Regions from separate parts of the Gossypium arboreum genome. Here region 2 is linked to region 1. Evidence: chromatin contacts called from public Hi-C data. All regions are on one chromosome and are shown on one strand. The core of a region is the stretch at or near the end of the contact, and the rest is flanking DNA. Distances in the headings are between cores, read along the strand shown. Region 1 holds the start of LOC108453195 (CDPK-related kinase 3-like). Region 2 has its middle 19 kb from the start of LOC128296142.

The links. A called contact is a pair of places that touch in the nucleus more often than the background predicts.
Region 2: a Hi-C map of leaf shows a contact between it and region 1, with 4 times the contacts expected there. The contact joins the enhancer-like site here to the promoter of LOC108453195 in region 1. A contact is called at or near these places in 2 of 5 Hi-C or Micro-C datasets (both in leaf).

Annotation. Positions count from the first base shown.
Region 1 is chr7:75,242,931-75,246,696 of ASM2569848v2, forward strand. It overlaps LOC108453195 (CDPK-related kinase 3-like), which reads right to left and starts at 2,162. Exons shown (of 11, transcript XM_053030531.1): 1 at 852-2,162. The coding sequence starts at 1,427.
Region 2 is chr7:75,527,338-75,531,103 of ASM2569848v2, forward strand. No RefSeq gene overlaps it. Among protein-coding and RNA genes, the nearest start is that of LOC128296142, 19 kb to the left of the region's middle. Within about 2 kb of position 2,029, at least 1 of the 2 cell types and tissues checked has an H3K27ac peak or open chromatin away from gene starts, as enhancers often do. A contact at or near this core is called in leaf, where this site is marked.

The DNA.
Region 1 (3,766 bases), core at 912-3,411:
AGAGATTGGAAGTGCTAATAGGGAAATCACACAACCTAGTCTTGTCTTATCGTGAATATATTTCCTCTTTGAAAAACATGACAGCCACAAGCCCAAGACAATGTCTCCCAAATATACAGCATCAACAATTGAATAATTCATAGGTCAGGACACTGAAGTCATACTCGGCAACGCGTGGACACCAAAAAACTCTCAGTGCAAAACAATATCTGGATTCCCACCTAGTTTTTATTGCAGTTGATGTGGCTACGGTCACATTTGCATTTTAGACTAGATGCAACAACTCAGTAGCAAAATACCCTGTATTATTGCTAGAAACCCAAGATAACTATCAAATAAAAGACAAGTATACCTTTGTCTTCTTCCAGTCTTCTAGAACAACAATCATAATCACACTTCCCCCTAGAGAAAATAAAAATGAAATGGCTAATCAATGCAAGAGGTATCCTTTTAAGCCTTGTATGTCTCGAATAGCTCATGTAACAGCCAAATATCAATGATAAGCGAAGTTGGCAGGGGCCAAGTCGTAAACATGATTATTCTAGAATTATGTCCGGCTTATGTAACTTACCTTCTTCAAGAAAGACATAATCGGCCGAGTTTAGTTGAATCGAGGAAAACAAACATCTATGAGGTGTTTGGAATGCATAATAAACAGCTATGCCATCGATCAATAACTAAAGGTCCTTCTCTTAAGACTATTTTAATGAAATCCAATTTTAAGAACAATACCTCCAGAAAGAAGCTCCAACATTAAGAAAATAATCTAAATATCTCAAAAGTTAAAAAAATTATTTAGCAATTAGCATGAACAGGGTAAGAATATCATAGAAATGGAGTGAAGAGAATACCTTAGCTTTTGAGATGATCTTAACAGCAAGGGGTTGATCCTTAAGGTCACCCTTTTTACCTCTAGCAGAGCAAGTGTGACCAAAATGCCCTCGTCCTATTTCTTTTCCAAGTTCATACTTAGCTCCAAAATTCTTGCCATAACCAAAGCTCTTATCCAACGCTTGCTCCGGCTCAGTTCCAGGATCCTCAGGGATCGGTCCTTCCTTTGGCTTCCCGCCAAGACGCTTCAACAGCGACGCTTTTATGTGTTTGGCCGGCGAAGGCGGCGGGAACGGGCGCCGGAAGAATCTCCTAGGCGTGGAACCCCTTGAAGCCCTGGCCGGAGAAGGGGATACACCCGGTGGAAGCGGACTGGCAGTCACCCCGTGGGGGTAAGGGCTGGGCCATTGACTCTGGCTGGATGACCTAGCTGGAGTATGCTTAACTGATTGAAAATAATTAACAGCGCCGTTACTGGATTGCAGTGGCGTTTGCCCCCCAGGATCGGCTGGAATCACCTCTGTGACTGTTGTGGTAGCATTTGACGTCGTTTCATTTACTTGCGTTTGACTAACTTTGCCGTAACATTGCCCCATCTAAAGTCCCTACCGATCACAACAAAGTCAAAAGTCTACACATCGGACGGTTCCAGCATCCTTCCCTCCTGATCTGATTATGACAAGAGATCTGATGAGATAGAATTTTGAGTGAGATATGGAAGGAAAAAGAAAAACCCAGAGAGTGAAGCAAAGAGAAAGGAGAAGTAGGATAGGCTGTGGAAGCAAATTCTATTATTTATTTATTTATTTATTTTTTAAAAGAAGAAGAAGAAGAAGAAGAAGAAATGTTGAGTAATTTGGAATTAGAGACACTGACTGAATCAAAGTGTTTTCCTTTATTTCCCCAAAATGGGAGGGAATTCTTTCTTTCTTACTTTTTTCTCTGCGAGTTCTTGGAATACAGTAGTAAAGAATGATTACTAAAACACCCCCGCATGTCATCTGACGAATCAACACCGCCAAGGTTGTGGATCAAAACACGCTAACTTCACCCATTACTTTTCGTCTTAGATTGAAACTGAGATTTAAGTAAGAAAAAAAAAGAGGCTCTCTTTCTTTCATAACGATTATTATAAAGGCTTTTAGTTAAACCCAAAAGGAAAATAACAAACGAGGACAGCGTAATTGAAGCAACTGCTCTCCCTGGCCGTAGTGTAAGTGTTTACCAACATTAAGGCTCTACTTATTTACTCCAACATAATTATATGACCTGTAATCCAGGCTACATTTTTGGAGGATTTCTGTCGAGATTTCACGGCATATTTATAAAATTAAATAAATACATTGCCACCCACGTGTCTCAATCAAACAGGAGGCTATTCAACCACCATTATTTTCCTCACCTAATCCCCAACACTTTTCCTTTTACTTTCATCCTGCAACACCACACTTCTTCAATTATAATATTTAGTTAAATTTTGTAGATTTAGTTCATGTATTTTTAAAATTTAAATTCTTATTTTGACTTAAACAATAATTTTAAATTTAATTTTTTGTGTAAAAATAATAAATTAATATAATAGTATTATGTAATAATATATTTATAACGTCATATTTTAAAATTAATAAAATTCAACTTAATAAATTTATTAATTTAATAGTTTAATGACGACTAAAACTTTAAAATTCATAAAATACATTATTTCACCATTTCTTTAACAGTGGGTTATATACGATAACTTACCTCAGCTTTTAGATAATTGTTAAAAGTGTTGACTTCCCAAGTTTTTGCTAAATTCCTAAGTAAGCCCTTAATATTTTATTAATTTATAGAGTATATTTACATACGTTAAAATAAATTGAATGGGCTCCCTCAAAATAAATTCCATACTTTTTATTTATAACTTAAATTATGTGTTATGGATTAAAAATAACAAAATGCTACTAATCAATCTTTATTTTTAAACACTTGGAATGAATTAATCATCATATCAAGTTATAATAACTGAAATTAAAAAAATTTAGAGAATTTAATTGAAAATGTTATAGCAAGAACATGTTTCATGAAATTATTATTTTTAGATATTGTGATTGATCCTCAAAACTAAATGTGAAAACTCGTCATTGAATTATATATTTCAAAGTTTCTCAAGAAAAAGATTGTTGTTTGTTCCTATAATTATCATATTTAAAAAGTGTTAATTGTCTTATAGTTGTTTTTTATCATTACTAATTTAAAAAGAAAAGAAAGCGCGATAAAATTACCTAAATTTGAACTTTAACCATTGGTACCAACATTCGACAACTTTCTTGTTCAAACTGCTATTCCCACACATTAAAATTACTCATACATTTATGCACTGAAGTTGAGTTGGGCCAGTCTAATTTTTCCTAATTAATACGCTGAGTCATGAAGGAGACACATTAGCATAACATTGGCCAGACATGAAAGGGAGAAATAGGTTAAATTTAATAAGCATGGGATGGGCTTTGGTTTTTCTTCCATTGTTTATGGTGACGAGGAAATTGGATAAATGTTTCAAAGTCGCTGTTTAAAAGGCACCCGTCGATGGGAACCCTCCGTTAGGTAATTGAAACCCGACTAGTCACTCTACTTAGTTGGGCCTCGATTCACGACACTTCACCAAAACCAAGACCAACATTTTTATTACCTTGGTTTCTCAATATTTCATGCCTTTCTTTTCTTTCAAAGGAAATATGGTTGAATAATTTCATGAATTTATACAAGGTAAATTATATTATTAATCACTAAATGACAGGTAAGTTTTCATTTTGATTATTTAACTAAAAAAGATTACAATTTAGTTTTTAAATTATTCAAAAGTTTTTATTTAAGTCATTGAATTGTTAATTTCTTTTTTTTTTAAAAGAGTTTTACTAGTGACCTTCTAACGAAGATTTGACAATCGGTATGG
Region 2 (3,766 bases), core at 779-3,278, 280 kb after region 1:
GTCCATACATCATTCCTAATGAGTAGCATGTCATCGACATAAAAAACTAGAAAGACCACATTTCCATCCACAATACATTTATAATGCAAGGTTCATTTACATTTTGCTCAACTCTAAAAGTTTTGACCGCTTGATGAAATCTTTGATTTCAGGAGTGGGACGCCTGCTTAAGTCCATATATGAACCTAAATAATTTGTGAACTTTATGCTTGTTACTTGAGAAAAGGTTTCCACGAGTGGAATGCCTACTTAAGTTCGTATATGGACCTAAGAAACTTTTAAATTAGATAGACCAATCTATGTGGGATCGACCCTACTTTGATAACAACAATTTAAAATTCCATTTTAGGTGTTAGACTTTTTATTTTTGGTGAACTCAACACCCATCATCAAATGTCCTAGAGTTTTTAATCATAGACCTTTAAAAAGTTTGACAAATGTAGATTCAGGCATTCAGAAGTTAAACCATTAAATATGCAATGTTTTGAAGCATACTTAATCTAGAAATGTTGCTATATATTTAAACTATACTATTATTTAAGTTCCTTATTAAGTTAGTATCATAAGTTAATCGAGCATCAATTCAGGTTAAAAATTATGAATTATCAAAATTTTAAAACAAAAATCATAAATAAGAATTATATAAATAATTTATTTTATTTTAAAATAAAATAAAAATTCATCCTAAGGATTTGAACTAGGGTACACAACATTCTAAAACATCAATTTTATCAATACAACCAAAAGTTAATTAACAAAATTATTTACATTTTATTATTTTATCAATAATTATTATTATTTTTAAATGCATTGTTTAATTTTATTTATTTTTCACCTGCATAATGATTAGGCTGGCTAGGAAGTTTTTAGGCAGCTATATATTACTTAGACTTGTTGAAATGCTAGGCCGACATCCAAATTAAATTAGTCATCCTCTTTTTTAAATGTAACATTTGGTATTCTATTTTCATATTTAAGACATCAAATAACAAGTTTCAGATTTAGTTTCAAGTTAAGAGTATATATACCTTAGTGGAAAATGTTAATCAATTTTAGTTAAGATAATATTTATAAAATGTAATATAATTGATGGATTATTTATTTAATGTAATAAAATAACAAATTAAGTTAAATAATTTTTAAGGTAAATTATACCCAATATCACTAAATTATTAGTAAGTTTATATTTTAGTCACTTAATTTCAAAAATTTACAAAATAGTCAAAGAATTGTTCAAAAGTTTTTATTTAAGTAATTGAGTTATTAAGTTTTTGTAAGCTCCACTAGTGAGCTCCAAGCGATGATTCGATAATTAGTATGGTGGATTAGTACCTATCGATTAGTAGAAAAACATATTTTAGATCTAAGTTGATCTAATGATTAGTGTCGGAGATTGAAGAAAAAAATTATTTAGATTTTGATTTATAATTTTTTTATAATCAAAGTTGTTTCATAAAAGAAAAGCTGAATTTTTTATTAGTGTAGGTGTTGCGAACAGAAAAGGCTTTACAACAATAATTTTAACAATTTAGTGACTTTAACTTTTGAATAGTTAATGACATTTTGTAAACTTTTAAAATGAATTATAAAATATAAAGTTACTAATACTTAATATTAAGTATAATACCCTAATTTTTAACCGAAATCTATGAATACTAATTAACTGGACCTACTATATGTTAATGGGATGGGATTAGAAGAGCCCACTTGAGACCATTGAAGTGAAATAATGATAAAATGGGCTTTCCCCCTTGTCTATTTAAGGCCAGAACCAAAACTTCGTCGCACCCTGAAACTATTTGCAATTGAGGTGTACTGTACGCGTAGCCAATTTGATTGCCATCACCAAACAAAAGCTTCATGGAAAATGTGAGTGATGTTTGTATCTTCTAGAGATGGTGAAAGATTCTGAGAGCTGGATGTTGAATCACGAGCGTAGATTGGACCTGCAAACAAGGATGAACTAAGAATGCATCGATGTGTAAACTTCAATATCCCTTCGATGATACAGTTGAAAGGTTGAAGGGTATAATTAGTCTCCAGTTTGTAGCTATCCATCGTTTGTTAATGTCTTGGGCCCTTTGGGCTGTATAATCTTTTGGATCTCAACCTTTATTATCTCATATTATACTATATACGAAAAAGTATTCAAACCACCTTATGCTTGATTAAAAATACTTACTTGTTTATGGTTTACTTATTAAATAAATTTTAAATAAAAGGATAACTTTACCTTTCATTAGTTATTTTTATTAATTTTTATCTCTAATATTTATATTCAATAATTTTCAATTAAAATTTAATTTTATTGAAAGCCCATTTTAGCAGAAAGAAAAGTAATTAGAATAGCTTTTTGAAAGCATAGCAATTTTCTAAAGGCACAACTTATATCATTTTACTAAAATCAAAACCAATTCATTGATACATTTGCAAGATAAATCACTTTGAAAACTTCAATTAGACTTACAGCAGAAAACAGTACCGCGTATCATTTGAAAAATCGTGATTCTCTTTTTCTTTTAGTTATCTCAAGTTAAGCGTTATTAAAAAGGAAAAGACTTTTGCATAATAAAAACCAGAAAGGTTCTAAAGATCTCAACAAATCATAAAATATCTAAAAATAAATTAAACCCAAGAAAAAGTCCAGAATGTCCATAATAACAACAACAACCAGTGAAATCCATAGTACTAAACCAAAATAGAATGTGAAACCCGAGCTCTAGAGTCACCATCCTATCCTAAGTCAGAAGATCACCTGAAACAAAGCAACAAAGGCATGAGCTTAAAGCACAATGTGTGATTTGGCTCATAATTTTAGTACAAACATACATATGTATCAGAATGTCTGATATAGTTTCATATCATATAATATTTTATACAAATCATATCTTAACGTATCATATCATATTGAATCTTAGCATATCATGTTATATTGAATCATAACATAGCATATTTTATCCTACCATATCATGCCCTACCCCCATCCGCTATACACTATCTCCGTCCAGCCAATCACACCATATAGGACTACAAGAGTCTATCCATCCAATCACACCAATTTGTAGCAATGTGCCACTCAGATATTTGCAATTGAGCTGCCATACAAAATTTGCGGTCTAGCTGCCATATAGCACTTCCTCCATCATATCATAACCCACCCTGAAACACAAATAAATCATAATCATATAGCATACTTACATATATCATAAATCATATGGCATACATACTACATATTTCATACAAATTATAACATAGCACAATTTAAAGATAACATTTCTTACTTAACATACCTCTTAAGCTTATCCGAATACTTTTATGTATTGAAACTTAAGCCTTTCCGGCCCCATATGATGCCTATAGGCCTAAATTTTGAGTCCCTCAAATAGCCCCTAATTGAGCCCTAAAATTGAGCAAAAAGAACCACACAATCGTCTCACCCACACGACCTAAAAACTTAGCCTGTGTGCTCCACATAGTCTACCCACACTGTTTGCACAGTTTCACACGGCGGTGTGCCACACACAGCTTGACCATACATAATCTGGCCACACGTTCTACAAAGTTTCACACGACCATGTGCCAAACACGATCTACCACATTACTTGAGACACGAACGTGTGGCAGTGGGCAGTTTTGAAAATAGCCCCTGTTTCATGATTTGTCAAGTTTCTATCGAGTTTAAGTGTCGTTTTCACACACCTGATCGAAAATATGATTAACCACACTCCTGAAACTCACAAAATCTACAATTTTTTATCAAACCCTA